2 separate regions of the Mus musculus genome follow, and region 2 is linked to region 1. The links are chromatin contacts, called in public Hi-C maps. All regions are on one chromosome and are shown on one strand. The core of a region is the stretch at or near the end of the contact, and the rest is flanking DNA. Distances in the headings are between cores, read along the strand shown.

Region 1 (7,360 bases), core at 1,399-3,898:
CTCTGATTTACCGCAGGCACGTGGAGAAGTGTAGGCTTGAGATCAGGAGAGATGTCTGGGGGTGAGTGGGAGAGCTTGTCCACGGAACTGTTCACCCACAGGGAGGCGGGTTCCCAGCTGCCTACGGTTCATCTCCCACTGTCCACAGCAACGTGCCAAAGGCAGAGCTCAGGCTGATTCGGGTGTGAGTCACACTCCCGCTTCGGTGCGGTCTGAGTCAGATGGCAGCTGTCGAACACTGAGCCCCACTCACCTTCCCTCCAACGCACAGGCTCTACCGCCAACTCTCATCCTCTCTCCTTTGCCTTGTCTAGTTCTTACCAAGTGCCCACACATGACAACTCAGAGGCATTCGAGGGAGACGAGTCTAAAGTCAACTTGATGCCTTCCACCAAGAACTGTTTAAGTCTGTTTCTTCCCATCTTACCTAAACATTTGAGATTACTCATTTTCTCTATTTTTGTGGGGTAGGGAGCACATGTGTGCCACGGCACATGCGCAAAGGTCAGAAGACAACTTGAGTCGGCTCTTTCCGTTATGGTGAGCCCTGGGATTGAAATTAGCTCATCAGGCGCAGCAGAAGGGGACCTTTCCTGCCGAGCTATTGAGCTGGCATTTTTATGCATAAAATTGGAGTCACACTGCAGCTACTCTTTGTTGACCCTTTTTTTACTTAAGACTGTATCAGGCCATTTCAGCCATTTTCTCAGCTATTCCAATGTGTGTGTGTGTGTGTGTGTGTGTGTGCATACCTGTGCGTTTGCTAGCTGAGTAACTCATCATATTTCATCTTTTATTCTTAAGCATTTTAGTTTCCAGATTTTTGTTTCGTTTTGGTTTTATTTTGCTTGTGTTTTCATCTTCTCTTTTATTCTCATTTATGAATTCATTTTACCCTTCTGAAAGTGTCCTAGCCCCTCAGGAGGGAGGACACATACCACTGTGACTTTGTGCAGTTGTACCTGTCTGGGACTTTGTTTTTCCTACATAAAGCAAGGTCCCCACTCATAAGTAAGGTGGGCAAAGTGCCTGGCACACAACGGATGCTATCAGACGGCAACTTTTTATTTCATAAGTAGGCTGCTTGGAAATCGTCAGAACTCAATTAAGATGAAAATAGATCACATTTGACCTCTAGCTATCTTATGCCTACTATCCTAAGAGGGCTCGTTCTTGCCTTCCATTCATACTGAAGAGTATTCCTCTTGAAAATACATTTTGCAGACATTAAAATCCTGTAATTCCGAATTCAATTACAGGGAAGTGGTCATCAGTGAAAGAAATTGGCACTGATGTGGAATGAGAACCAACAGCTGTCTGAGGAATGCAAGTATTTATAGCTCTCTGGAGCCCAGGTTAGGAAGCGGGCTGACACTTCTCCAGAGGAAAGCTCGTGGGTGGCCGACCTACCTACTGGCTGCTTAGTCACAGAGACTGTATGGCCATGAGGTCTTGGAAGCCTGTCAGCTGAGCGCTGAACACGTACAGAAAGAAGAATTGAGAACTAGCCTTAGAGCAGAAATGGGGACTGTGTATTTGCTATAGAGAAGAAAACCCAGGCACAGCTGTTCACAGGCCCACTGCCTGTAGTGCTATTTCCTCTTCTCTTAAGATGCCAGGTCAGACGTATAGAAAGAAAGAAAGAAAGAAAGAAAGAAAGAAAGAAAGAAAGAAAGAAAGAAAGAAAGAAAGAAAGAAAGAAAAGAAAGAAAGAAAGAAAGAAAGGAAGGAAGGAAGGAAGGAAGGAAGGAAGAAAGAAAAGAAAGGAAGAAAGAAAGAAAGAAAGAAAGAAAGAAAGAAAGAAAGAAAGAAAGAAAGAAAGAAAGAAAGAAAGAGAAAGCAAGCAAGCCAGGGCAGGACAAGACACAAAGTGACCTGTTGCCCCCATCCGACTACTCACTTTTTGGCACGTAGTTAGAAATACCAGTTAGCTTTTCTGGCCACATGACTTCCAAAGGAGGATGGACCTCTGGGCTCTCTTCTGGATTCACCCATCTGCCCGCCCCACTTCCTTTCATTTGAAGCTCTCTGCTTTAACATTCCTGGCTGGCACCTTACTTTAGTAATGTCCAGGTAGCAAAGGTGTTTGATGGAATAGGGAGCATTCACCAAGTGTTTTTGAGCTCCCTTCCAATGTGTGTAATTACACACAGTGTCGGATGACTCAGAACTTGTGACCTGCCGGAAGACCTCGGTTTTATTCCTCCATCAACTGCCGTGCCTCCACTAACAACGGTTAAGCACCATAAAATGCCTGCATGGTCCAACAAAGAACTGCAATGAGTGAACGCATCCAAATAAAAACCAGTAGACCGTAGTCGGACTGTAGCAAATTAGAAAGTGTGTTGCCTGTTGCCTGCTCCTGGAAGGAAGGAAGGAAGGAAGGAAGGAAGGAAGGAAGGAAGGAAGGAATCAAACAATCCTTATCTTGCATACATACTTAGGAAAATCTTTTATGGTGCTTTTGTGTGATGAAGCCATGTGTTGAACCAGCAACATTTGCAGCTGGTGAGTAGACAGAATGATTTTTTTTTAAGTCCAATAGAGTGGTTTCCTGTTTCTTGACTAGACCTCGAAGCAAGAGGAAGGTTATACACTCTTGTGAGAATAGAAGAAGCTGTAGCATTGTGTTTACATCCGTAACGAATGTGGAGAAGTAGAAACCATGTTCCTCTCTCATTTTTTAAAAGAGCAGTAGGCATTTGTGTAGTTCTTGAGGTAAATGATCTACAAGGCACAGTAAATGGGGAAGAGAAAGAGGCAGAGTTTGTGGGCTGCAGGAGTATTTTATAATTCTCTACGAAGCAATAGTAACCTACCACCATACCACATGATGTGTAGCTAAAGCTCACCCAAACTGAGTTGTCCTCACAGTCATCACAACATAGTCCCAGAAAAATGAAGAGCACTTCTACATACCCTTGGGTAGTTATAATCCATAGTTGATACTCTATCCCCTTTGAAATCAATATGAAACAGAAAAATGGCATGAAAAATATGAGTGATTATTCATTATGTATAAAGCCTTTGAATAATGCATCAAAGATCCATTCAGATAAATGGAAATAATGTATTCTAACAGCTTAGCCACAAACTGTTGGGGATGTTGAGTTATGAAAGGCACTGCGGGACTGTGGCTCTCGAGCCACAATGGCTGTAGACAGTTAATGAGCAATATAAGCTGGGAACCCATAGGCATCCGGAAGGTCCCTCTTGCTCTGTTTCCTGGCCCTACAGTTGCCTTGAAATTATGAACAATGATAGGAGGCATGAGCCCTGTAAAATTATGCTGCCAAACACAGGTAGGATCTGGTAAATTAAAACAGAGCTCTCATGTGTTCCTAGGCTTTGGTTCTGAGCTCTGAGATGAACTGACATGGAGAGCCATCAGAGAGTGATGGCAGAGTCAAGGCTCGAAAGAGTGTGGAATCTTAAAAGAATCTTAGAAATGGGTCAGAGAGATAGGTCAGTGAGTTAGGATGCTTGCTGTGCAAGCGTGAGAACCTGAGTCGAGTTCAAGTCCCTAGGATCCACACAAAAGTTGGGCATGTCAACAATGTCTCTAACCTCAGGATTGGAGGCATGAAGACTGGTAGATCCTGAAGTTCACTGGTCAGACAGCCTAGCCAAAACTTCAAGTTCAGTGAAAGACCCTGTCTCAAAAGAATAAAATGGATAGAGTTAAGGAAAAATCTCCTCTGACCTACAAGTGTAGATTCATATACTGCGTGTGCGTGCGTGCGCGCGGGCACACACACACACACACACACACACACATTAAATATTCATACATTGCCTAAGCCATATTCTCATTTCTAGAACTAGAAAACAAGAAGGAACTTTCAGAGCTGCCCTCAGACCAGACTTTAATCAGCCCAACCTAAGACCAAGGACACAAGCCTGATTTTTTTTTTTTAAGATTTATTTATTATATGTAAGTACACTGTAGCTGTCTTAAGACTCTCCAGAAGAGGGCATCAGATCTCATTACAGATGGTTGTGAGCCACGTTGCTGGGGTTTGAACTCAGGACCTTCAGAAGTGCAGTCAGTGCTCTTAACCACTGAGCCATCTCGCCAGGCCCCACAAGCCTGACTTATGATCTTTTCCACCCTCCTGGAAGTTACCAGAAAACTTAAAACCATGACGTTGCTTATGTCTGGCGAACACAAGTCTTGTTTCTGCATTTTTTAAAAAAAAATGGACTTTTTACCCCTTCAGCACTAGCAGTCAGATCCAGGGCCTTGCTTGTCATAGGCCAGTGTTCTACCCCTGAGCTCTATGCCAATTCCTCAGCCTTTAGAGACAACAACTCCTCATGCAGCCCAGGATGGCCTCAACTCTCAACCTTCCTGCCTCTGTTTCCTGTGTGTGGGATTACGGGTATCACTGCCTGAAGAAGAGCTGTTTTGGGATTTTGGTTTTGTTGGCTTACTGAGTTGTATACCATTGGCTATGCTTTAAGATCTCCTTTGGTAGCAATGAACATCCTGTGTCTGCCATCCTCCAAGCCCAACTGCAGACGATGCTCTTCTCACTCACTGTAAAACACACCTCTTGAGTCTCCCCATTCATGCCCTTCCACTTAAGCAATCCACACCATCCCACGGGAGCCACTTCTGCTCGCGCTGGAATGCTGAAATCATGTCTTCAACAAGTTCTGAGCCTCCTCCAGCAACCACCCTCTATCCTCCATCCCCTCTAGAGGGGATGCTTCTGTGTAGCTCTGCTGTATGACATCTGTGTGGTCCATAATGAAGAGATTCCAGGGGTAATCACCACCTAGACCTTCCAGAAATCAAATCAACCAGCAAGACAGACTACCTGTGCCATTTTTTTTTAACGCAATGTTCTGATAAATACTTAGAGAGATGTCTCAGACCAGACTCTTCTGGCTTCCACAAGCACTCATACTTGTGTGTGTGTGTGTGTGTGTGTGTGTGTCTGTGTGTGTGTGTCTGTGTGTCTGTGTGTGTCTGTGTGTCTGTGTGTGTACACTCATATAGTCCCAAACACACATAAACAAAATAAATTTCTTTTAAAACATCAAATGACCCCGAATGATAGCTTCCATAAGCAAAATCTTTTATTTCACCTGGTGTTGGGCTCGAGAGACCAAGGAAGACTGAACTAAGCAGGATTTAAGTGAGGTAGCAAAAGGTCAGAGACCCAGGGAAGTGCACTTTTCAGAAATAAACTGTGCAGACAGCTGTGAATCTCACTGCCAGGCAGGAAGGCGGGAGTGGGGATTATCTGTTCTTTGACTCCATGGCACAGAGGCCTTCAGAAGACCTGGTGGCCCTATCACCCTTCAGCCAAGCCTCTCTGCTTGGGGAAAGTGGTTGAGTTTCACCCAGAGCTGTCTTCCTCCTAAAATGCGATTAAAGGCTAAAGGCAAAGAAATCCCCCTCGAAATGGGAGCCCATTGAAGATGTCTTTACTAAAACCCTTTCTTAATCAGCCATGATGTCCCATTGTCCCTGTGAGCAGCTTTCTTACTGCTGTAAGGAATTACAAGCCCTCCCCCCACCCCACCCCCATCCCACCCACCCAAGCTTCATTCAGTTTCCCACCGGGCTACTATGCTACTAAGGTGGGGTGGGGGCTCTGAATCTGTACTGGAAGCATTCTTGAAGTCCCCCCAGCTGTTAGAAGTTCCTTGTGGGTGGTTGGCCAGTTGGGGGCAGAGCTGTAGAATTTATAATCATTTTTTGCTCAGAATGAAGATATTTGTCCGTGGGCATCTTTAACTTGGTTTTGTGATATCCTTTCTTGCTGGTTGTTTATGTTTTTAGTTTTCTCTCCAGCAGGCAGCTTCTTTGTGAGACTTTATTCATATCTAGGAAATGCTATATAACCCTTGACTGGAGTGAGATTCAAATGCGTCCCCAGACTGTCCTTGCTATCACCTTCCGAACCATAGATCTTGATTTTATTGTTAAAATTTCTTGATTCTACTTTTTAGATGAACTGCAGATATCAAAAATCTGCTAAACTCAGCGTGTCTGGATCAAAGGGAAATCTGAACATACTAGATACCGCAAGATACGTGAAGAAAATTTAAAGGAGGCAGGTCCCGGCACAACTGTAGGGCCAGCTGCTGACTAGTTATGGATGGCGTGAGTGAGTCTTCCTTCAGACAGCAGACTATCATGGGGTGGCTTTCAGTGTGGGAGCAGTGTTAGGGTACAGTCCCTTTAGAAAGTCACGTCAGCTCTAAGAGTCTCTGTGTTTTTGCCCAGCTTCCAGAAAGTGGAGAAAGGAAGGTAGGTCATATGTACAGAGCACCCTCCCCATGCCAAGCTCTGAGCAAACTCAGGGTTTGGAACCCGCTGTAAACCAGTCATCCTGTGGCCTGCTTCCTTTCAGCTCTGGGCCTGGCCTCCTCATCTGTGTCAGGAAGGTTTTTTAAGGGAAAACTAAGCCGGAGCTTGTACAATTATAAAGTCTAACAATAGGTGGCAGTACATATCCATCTTAATCGCAGTGCTGAGACTAAATGGGGGAGCAAGTGTAGTCATGAGCAAGACGTGCAAAGCTTCTCCATCATTAGGATAAAGACAACCAAACAATGTCAAGTATTAGATTAGATCCTTGCAGCATGAATAACACCAGAGCAAATTTGGTGTCCTTTGCCCCAAAGTGGGCTTAGAATGGCTCCCTATGGCCCCTTCTGGCACCCCACCCCCATACATACCCACACACACATACAAGACTTACTTTCCCACAGGACTGGGATGCTGGAGACCCTGAGAATGACCAAATAGTACTGAGAGGATATGGTTCACCTTTAAAAGCTAGTTAGGACCAAGAGCGGAGCCCACCGTCTGGCCACGGTCATCGCAGTGCTTGTCCTGTCTGACTCCAGACCATCCTTTCTGGAGTTTCAGACTCCTGAGCTCCCAAGAGGAGTCTGTTCTCATGGTGCTGGGTGTGGGGGCCAGTCTGCAGAAGCGCATGCGTGCTGTGACTTCCAACACCCTGGGATTTGCTTCTGCCTCTTGGGGTAAACAGACCTGTGGTGTTTTTGTCTTTGAGTGACAGAAGTTGCGCTTCCTCTGTTGGCTTTTGGCAACCGCTTTAAATAAAGGTTCTCATTGAGTGTCCCTGTCTTCCTGGAGGGGAAGGAAACTTTCTTCATAGTCTTGGGACACTGGTTCTTGTGAACTTGTTTGGGTTGTCCTTCTAAAGCAGAATTCGAAATAGCATTCCACCACATTATTGGCTCAAGTCTGTTCATCTCGAGTGGCAGAACTGCAAACACAAAACATCTTTCTGTATGGGCCAGCTCTGTGTTTGTTATCCACTGGGTGCTATAACGTAGAGCGTTAAGCGACAAACTGATGTGGAAAAAAGACCGG
Region 2 (7,360 bases), core at 3,273-5,772, 260 kb after region 1:
TAGACTTTGATCGATAGACCTTGGGTCTGCTTTCAGTGCTGTCTCTAGGTTATTTTGTGATTCAGGTGCAGGTCTGGCCATCTCTCTGTCTCCGGTGCTAGGGACTGAATCCTGGGCCTTGCACATGCTAAACAAGTACTCTCCCAGTGAGCTACATCCCCAACCCAACTCAGGTGTTTTAACATATGCTGGCTTGTAAAAGGATAATAGTAACATACCTATCTTATAGGCATCAGATAAGGAGAAAAGAAATAGTGTTCATGAAAGCTCTCTGAGAAATTATAAAAGCAATACAAATGTGAATTCAAGGCCCGCCTATGGCTACAGAGTGAGGCCCTTATGTTCATAAGGGCCTGAAAATTTCAATCTCCGTCCTGGGGCAAGCACTCCATTTCCTTTTGCACATAGTTTAAACAAAAAAAGTCAGGACATCTTACTTCGATCTTTCTCCTAGCATGTAGTTTGAAGAAGCCTTTTGCTGACTAGTCGGGAGTTCACCATGTTGAAAGAGGAATTCTGAATAATGCTCCAGTCAAGACAGGAAGACTGGAAGAACAGGAAACCCTACCATCTCTTTCCTGGTCTCTAAGAGAACTAACGATAACCATCACCACCTAGACCACTGGGTGGAAGAAGGTTGACTTTGAGACGGTCTAACTGTAGGGGTGGTTTAGTTACTGAAAGCCTGTCTATAGCAGCAACTCTTGCAGTCCAAGTGACACTGCTTTTTCCGAACACTAGAGAAGTTAGATGAAGAACCATGCCACTCTGGAGACTTAGCGTTATAAACTTTCCTTTGCCCAAAAGATCTCTGCCTCCTATTTTTTGTTCTGTTTTACAGAGATATTTTTTCTAGAAAGATCTTCTAAGCCAGTATCATCCCCATGGCAGGCCAAGGTGAAAGCTTTGCATAGTGAACTTTTCCATAAGCATTCATCGATGGCAAATCGTTTCATTATTTTGACTGTTTTTCTGTTGCATCCTAAACCCTCTTAGTAAACTCCCCGAGGACAGAGAAAGGCTTGATTTCATAACATCCCCAGAGTGGGACCGAGTACTTAACTCAGATAAGGGCCCACATTAAATATTTATTGAAGGAGGAAGGGGAGAAATATGATATTAAAACCCCAAACAAACCCAAAGCAGATTATCTCGGGTCACAAGTCATTTCTAGGAAGGCACATTCATGCAAATATTTACAAAACCCTTAACTGTTATTCAGGGAAGACTTATTACAAGTGAAGGAAAGCCACAAAAGGAGGGTATTTAATAAATCAATTATAGTAATGAGATGTCAATAGGAAGGGCCATGCTGCACACCCTGAGTGCTTCTTACAGTCCGGATTGTTTACATGTTCCAAACTGCCCATGCCTAGACATTTTGAAGAAGGGATGTGAAAAGGTTAGGGTTGTTGTTTCTCAGGCCTGAAGGCAAGAAACCCTGGGCAGCACACATGAGAGGAAATGACCTTCCGTTCTCGTGTGATGCGCTATGCATGATGGATTCATGATGGATCCACTTGGTTTATCTCAAGCTGTCAGGAACACATCTGTCACTATGAGCAGCTCAGCTCATGTTCTTAAGTGTGTGTGTGTGTGTGTGTGTGTGTGTGTGTGTGTGTGTGTGCGCGCGCGCGTGTAAACCAGAGGTTGATATCAGGTGTCTTTTTAGTTGACAGCTACCTTATTTTTCGAGAGTCTTTTTCAAAACTTAGAGCTCACTGATCCTAGCAAGCTTGCAGGACCTGGCTTTCTTCACCTCCTCAGATCTGTGCTGACCCACCCAGCTTTTTATATGGCTGCCAGGGATCCAAACCCAGTTCCTTCCCCAGCTCGTAATGTTCTTTATTTTTACCAAACTGTATTCCAACAAAGCATGCATTTTAGATCAAAGTCAGTCACCTTTCACTATCTTCCCCCACCCCCGTGTACTTATTAGCACAATCTAGTGCAAATTTTAACAAAATGCACTTTTTCCTATGAAACTCCTATGAGACATGTGATTAACTTCTGTCTTCCTGTCCTACTCATTTGCAAGTTAGATATAAGCAAAGGCATCTGAGGAATGAACGCAGCAACGTGGAGCACTCGGATTGCTCTTCTTCCCTTCGGAAAGCTGCACACAATGCATTAGTCTGCAAATAAAGATGGATTAGGTGAAACCAAGGGCCCCGAGACTCAAGAGTGTCTGCAGAGGGGTCTAAGAGATGACACTTTGGGACTACCAGTTTGGAAAACAAAAATAAAAACTCCGTTCTATACTCACTTTCCTTTGCTTTCATGGAAGCAAGGCTTCTCAGTATTTCATTTTATACAAGGCCTGTGTTCTTTAACTGTGTCCTAAAGATCTGCCAACAAATTCTAACTCACTAAAAGAAGACAGAAGCGAAACAGGTTAAACGTCATTGTTTAGGGTCCAGTGAGATGCCTGGAACTGTAAAAGTGACCACTGCCAAGGCCAGAGACATGAGTCTGATTCCTGGGACTTCCATGGGGGAAGAAGATAATTCCCCCCCAATAAATATATAAAGTGTAATTTAAAATTTTAATGCCTTTGTTTCAAATTTCAAGACACCACCCAGCAGGCCGCCCTCCTCTTTTCATCAATCACAGAGTCCCCCCTCCCTTTCCTTCTGCCATTGCTTCTGCTAGGACTGGCAGAAATCCTAGGACCCCTAATTCTAAAAACCCAAGGAGACCCTGCACTTCTCTCATGGCATATCAAGCCATGAGCTTCCCTTAGCCTGAGACTATTAAACACATCAATTTTTATCTTAGCTTAGGGCAAGTTATGAAGAAGGAAGACATTTGGCATTTGTTCTCTCTGATCAGTTGAAACTGGTATGCAGAACTGGGGTCACCCCACTCTTGGGAGGCTATTATTTATTCATCAATTAGCAGGATTCCCCAAATACAGAACATACTCAGTATACATTCTCAATGTAAATTCGGGAAAGGAATGGGGGAGACTGAAAATAATACAACAGGCACTTTATCAGAGTCAATCTCTTGACTCTGACATTCCCCTATCTGGCTATAGCTTGAAAGCATTGTCGATTTAAGCTTTATGGACTAGGCCTCAGTCCTTCCCGCAGAGCACAGCCAGAGAATGCTTTGGCTTCACAAGAACTTAGCAAACGCCTGGGCTTAGGGAGGTTTCACAGACACTTCTCCTAGAAGAGAAAGCATCGTCGTTTTGAAGTTCAAGCAAAGCATGGTGTTCCCACCAAAAGAAGAACCAGAAGACTTTGCACTTAAGCTGGCCCATGGTTGACCTCCATTAACCCCACCCCATTCTGCTTGCTCTCCTCCTCTCTTCAGAAGAGAAAGCCTGGGTCATAGCTGAGTCTGTTCGGGCACTGTATGTCCTTTTACTTATTTTCTCACACCAACCTTGAAAATTCCCTATTAGTTTTCCTCGTCAGTGAGTCCTTCTGTGTAAGTGTGTCTGTTTTATACTGCCTCAACCAAAGCAGCTTTCTCAGGGGCTCCACCACCCAACAGATATATGCCCAAAGGGTCTGGATGCGCTGAGCTTTCCTCCAGGGGTGGGTGACATGAAGGGAAACGGACCCAAGTACTATTTGGAAACAAAGTACTTGTTTCCTTTAAAGTCAGATTTTGCAAACAAGAATAACCTTGAAAAAGACCTTCAGATCGCGCTCAGGAACTTGGCCAACCACTTACTGCTCCCCTCCGCCTTCCTACATAGGCTATTTATGCTGCAGGAGGGAGCCCCTGCACCCCACAATTCTGCTGTCCTCTTTGAGTACAGGAAAGCCGAGGGCTGGGTCAGGTGAGTCTCTGAGAACTAAAGGTCTTCTTTCTTCTCCTTGGTGAGCAGGGTCACCTCAACAGAGTGCTTCTCGGTCCCTCTGGGGCTACCTCTGTGGCTGTAACTTGAGCCTCTCCAAAGAATTCTTACCTGTTCTGGAGTTTCTTAGGGTCCGCGCTCCCCAACAACCTGGACCTACCTGTCAGCAGAACTATCCAGCAATTCCCACCCTAGAACCTTAGGGCAGCAATGGGGCTGCACTGGCCATTAATGGCCATCATTCATTTTTAATCAGAAAGATCACAAGAAAGATGGTAAGCGGAACCCGGTCCGAGTCAATTTAAATAATATTCCCGGGGAAATCCAATCACTTAAAACTGAGACACCTACGCTAGTGAGAGAGCGCGCCCCGCCCGTCTGGCGAGGAAGAGCGCGCCGGCTGAATTAATCAAGATCAAGGGGCTCCGGGGCTGAGAGCTCAGCCTTAACCCTTCCAGCGCCGCGGGGTACCCAGGTGCCGGAAGAAGAGCGCGGCGGGCAACGGCCGAGATGCCCAGAGAGACCCAGCGCAGGCCGGCTCTGTTCATCTCCGCGGCTCCGCACGCTTCTCCCGGGACCCTGGCGCCCAGGCGCTACGGCTCGAGGTCACAGGCTCCCGAGGCGGCGACAGCGGTGAGCAGCAGCCGCCTCCCGCAGCCTCGGCGCGCCCCGGGCTCCTCCTCCCGCCCCAGCGTGGCCAAGTGAGCACCGCTCGGGCCGCAGGTAGCCGGGGCGCGGGAGGCGGCGCGCGCGGGACCCATCGCAGCGCCGGGGCCAGACGGAGCTCCGAGCCTCGCGGTCCCGGACGCCAGCGGAGATCTGCGCCGGCCATGTGGGGTCCCGGGGTCACCGCCGAGGGCCTGTCGGTGGCTCCAGCGCCACCGCCGCTGCTGCCGCTGCTGCTGCTGTTGGCGCTGGCGTTGGTGGCGCCCTCGCGGGGCGGCGGGGGCTGCGCGGAGCTGGCGTGCGGTGAGCGGGAGCGCTGCTGCGACTCGGCCAACGCCACGGCCGTGCGCTGCTGCAAGCTGCCGCTCCACGCCTTTCTGGACAACGTGGGCTGGTTCGTCCGCAAGCTCTCTGGGCTGCTCATCCTGCTGGTGCTCTTCGCCATCGGCTACTTCCTGCAGCGCATCATCTGCCCCAGCCCACGCAGGTACCCGCGTGGCCAGGCGCGACCTGGCCAGGCACGACCCGGGCCTCCCGGGGGTGCGGGACCGCCGGGGACGGCGGGGCCACCCGACGACGACGACGACTCGCCCGCTCTGCTGCGCGACGAGGTGGCCGCGGGCTCGCAGGACTCACTGTTGGATAGTGGCGGTGGTCGGGGCCGAGGAAGTGGCGGACGCCTGCCTCCCTCCTGCGTTTCGGAGCACGAGCTGCACGTGGTGTCACCGGTGTTTCTCCAGCTGCCCAGCTACGAGGAGGTCAAGTACCTGCCCACCTATGAGGAGTCCATGCGGCTGCAGCAGCTCAGCCCAGCGGAGGTCGTGCTGCCCGTGTCGGTGCTCGGCCGCCCGCGAGGCGGCAGTGCCGGGGACTCCGACGGCGGCCAGGTCCGTTTCCCGCTCATCTGAGTTCAGGGAGCCTCATGGGGATCGCCCGGATCCTACAAGGTTGGGGGCTGCGGGTGGCACGCAACAGCTGGTGTGTTGGCGGCCGCCACTGACTGCCTCTGACCACACCTAGCATCCCCGTACAACCTGTAGCCCCGCGCCTGGGTTGGGGTCAGTCCCCTCCCTCTCGCTTCCCGGGGAATCTGTGGTTTTCTATGTTTCTTTGGGCTCAAGGCTGGGCAGCTCGGCGGGGCAATGGCTTAGGACTAGCCCCCAGCTCTTCTTGGACGGTCGTCCCCGCCCTCTGCCATGCCTCCCCTTGTGTTCACTGTAAGTGCCTGCTTCTCCAATCCAAAAGAACAGGTAAACCGTTTGGTGTGTTTAGAGACCAGCGGCTTGCTTTACTGTTGTTAAAAGGGAAGGAGCATAGGTCCATTCCTTGCTCTCCTGCTTGGACCGGTCACGGTCTCCCAGGACATAATGGTGAGGAGCCTTTGGCTCTGGACCACGACCAGTGACTGCTGCATGCAGTCTGTAGAAGCAGCGCTTGACTGTGATGCGATCCCTTGAAAAGGACCCAGAAAACCCTTTGGTGTCTTCCTGGCTCACAGTTTTGTTGGGGAAGGGGTACCATGATGGATGGCTTAGTGGCTGCATCTGTTCAAGATGTCCAGACCGTATTTGTAATGTGGTACCAGCGGACTTTGATTTTTCAGTATGTAGACTGTTTATCTTTGTCCTTTATTTTTATATTTTGTCATGCATTAGACAGTTCAACAAATTGACAAGATAATCAGTTTTGTTTTAGGCCAGTTACTGTCAAGAAATCGCCCACGTGCTGTCACTGTTTAATACAGTGTTGGACATCATTTCATTAAGCGGAGGTCAGGGTCAAGCAGGAAATGTGACATAAAAACATGAAGGATATCTTATTTTCACTATTTGAGAATATATTTTATTTTTAGTACTGAAGCATAATACATAACTTTTTATAATAACTGTGTACATTATGTAGCCTGGCTCTGAACTGTATCATTCATCATGGAATCATGTAAAAGGAATATATATATATATATACCACACCATGTAGCAAGATGGCTTGCCTGTATTTCCTTCTCTATTTTTCATCTGAGATACATTCTGCAATGTGATTCTAAACATAAAAATGGACTAGTAACTTTCATTTAAGTCTGAAACTTTTCAGTAATGTCCAAAGATGGATTCACCCAACCTATGTTTATTAAAATTAAGTGGTATCATTTTACTAGATTTACCATTCTGGGACATTCCCTTTAAGGAAAGGGTAATAAGACACATTTTAATGCATCATGTATAATGTACATATGGTAATGTCTGTGTACACTATATACATTGTATGCCATATAGCTGTGGTGGCTTACGGCTAGCATGGGAGGAAAGGGTGGCAAGAAGTCCAGCTTCCTCTGGAGAAGCGTGAAGTATACCAGTTGTCAAGAAAGATTACCCACATGGGTCTATGATTGAAGAAGCTGGGTGGGCCCAAGAAATCTCCAATTAGCTGGTTTGGATTTTTTAAAATGATTTGATTACTTTTAACTTTTAAAGGGTGATTGAAAAAGTCTGATGTCCTGGGAACTTTTTTAATGTATGGATTATAATAAAAAGAATGGTTTGCTTTAAACTTCTCAAAGCTAATGACCCTGTCATTAAAGAAAATCATCTGAAGTGTATTAAAGCAGAAAAACAGTAAACTATTTCTCTGTGCATTTTTATTTCTTTTTAAAAGACAGGATCTCAGTTTGTAAACCAGGTTGGCCTGGGACTCTCTCTGTAACCCAGGCAGGCCTCAAACTTAGCCCTGTCTTTTCAGCCCCGTCTCCCAAGTCCTGAGATTGCATGTGTGAGCCACCATACCAGGCTCTGTACAATTTTATCAGATTTACTCATATTAAAATGTGAAGTATGTATCTCTCGTTGAAAAGCAATTTTAAACTGTGAACTGAGAGGCGAAAAG

The links. Hi-C and Micro-C count contacts between places; a contact is called where the count stands out from the background.
Region 2: a Hi-C map of pre-B cells shows a contact between it and region 1, with 1.8 times the contacts expected there. The contact joins the promoter of 1110032F04Rik here to the enhancer-like site in region 1. A contact is called at or near these places in 5 of 39 promoter capture datasets (the C10 cell line, hematopoietic stem and progenitor cells, pre-B cells and 1 more), 1 of 15 datasets of contacts at CTCF or cohesin (large pre-B cells), 7 of 484 Hi-C or Micro-C datasets (B cells, LSK cells, Sertoli cells and 4 more) and 2 of 115 datasets of contacts at active chromatin or transcription factors (embryonic limb bud and embryonic stem cells).

The regions. Positions count from the first base shown.
Region 1 is chr3:68,608,828-68,616,187 of GRCm38.p6, forward strand. All of the region lies in intron 6 of Iqschfp (Iqcj and Schip1 fusion protein), which reads left to right. All of the region lies in intron 3 of Schip1 (schwannomin interacting protein 1), which reads left to right. Among named protein-coding and RNA genes, the nearest start is that of Gm22073, 65 kb to the left of the region's middle. Within about 2 kb of position 2,649, at least 40 of the 459 cell types and tissues checked have an H3K27ac peak or open chromatin away from gene starts, as enhancers often do. A contact at or near this core is called in B cells, LSK cells and pre-B cells, where this site is marked.
Region 2 is chr3:68,865,064-68,872,423 of GRCm38.p6, forward strand. 1110032F04Rik (RIKEN cDNA 1110032F04 gene) reads left to right here and starts at 4,523. Exons shown (of 1, transcript NM_001167996.1): 1 at 4,523-7,100. The coding sequence starts at 4,645. The coding sequence ends at 5,388.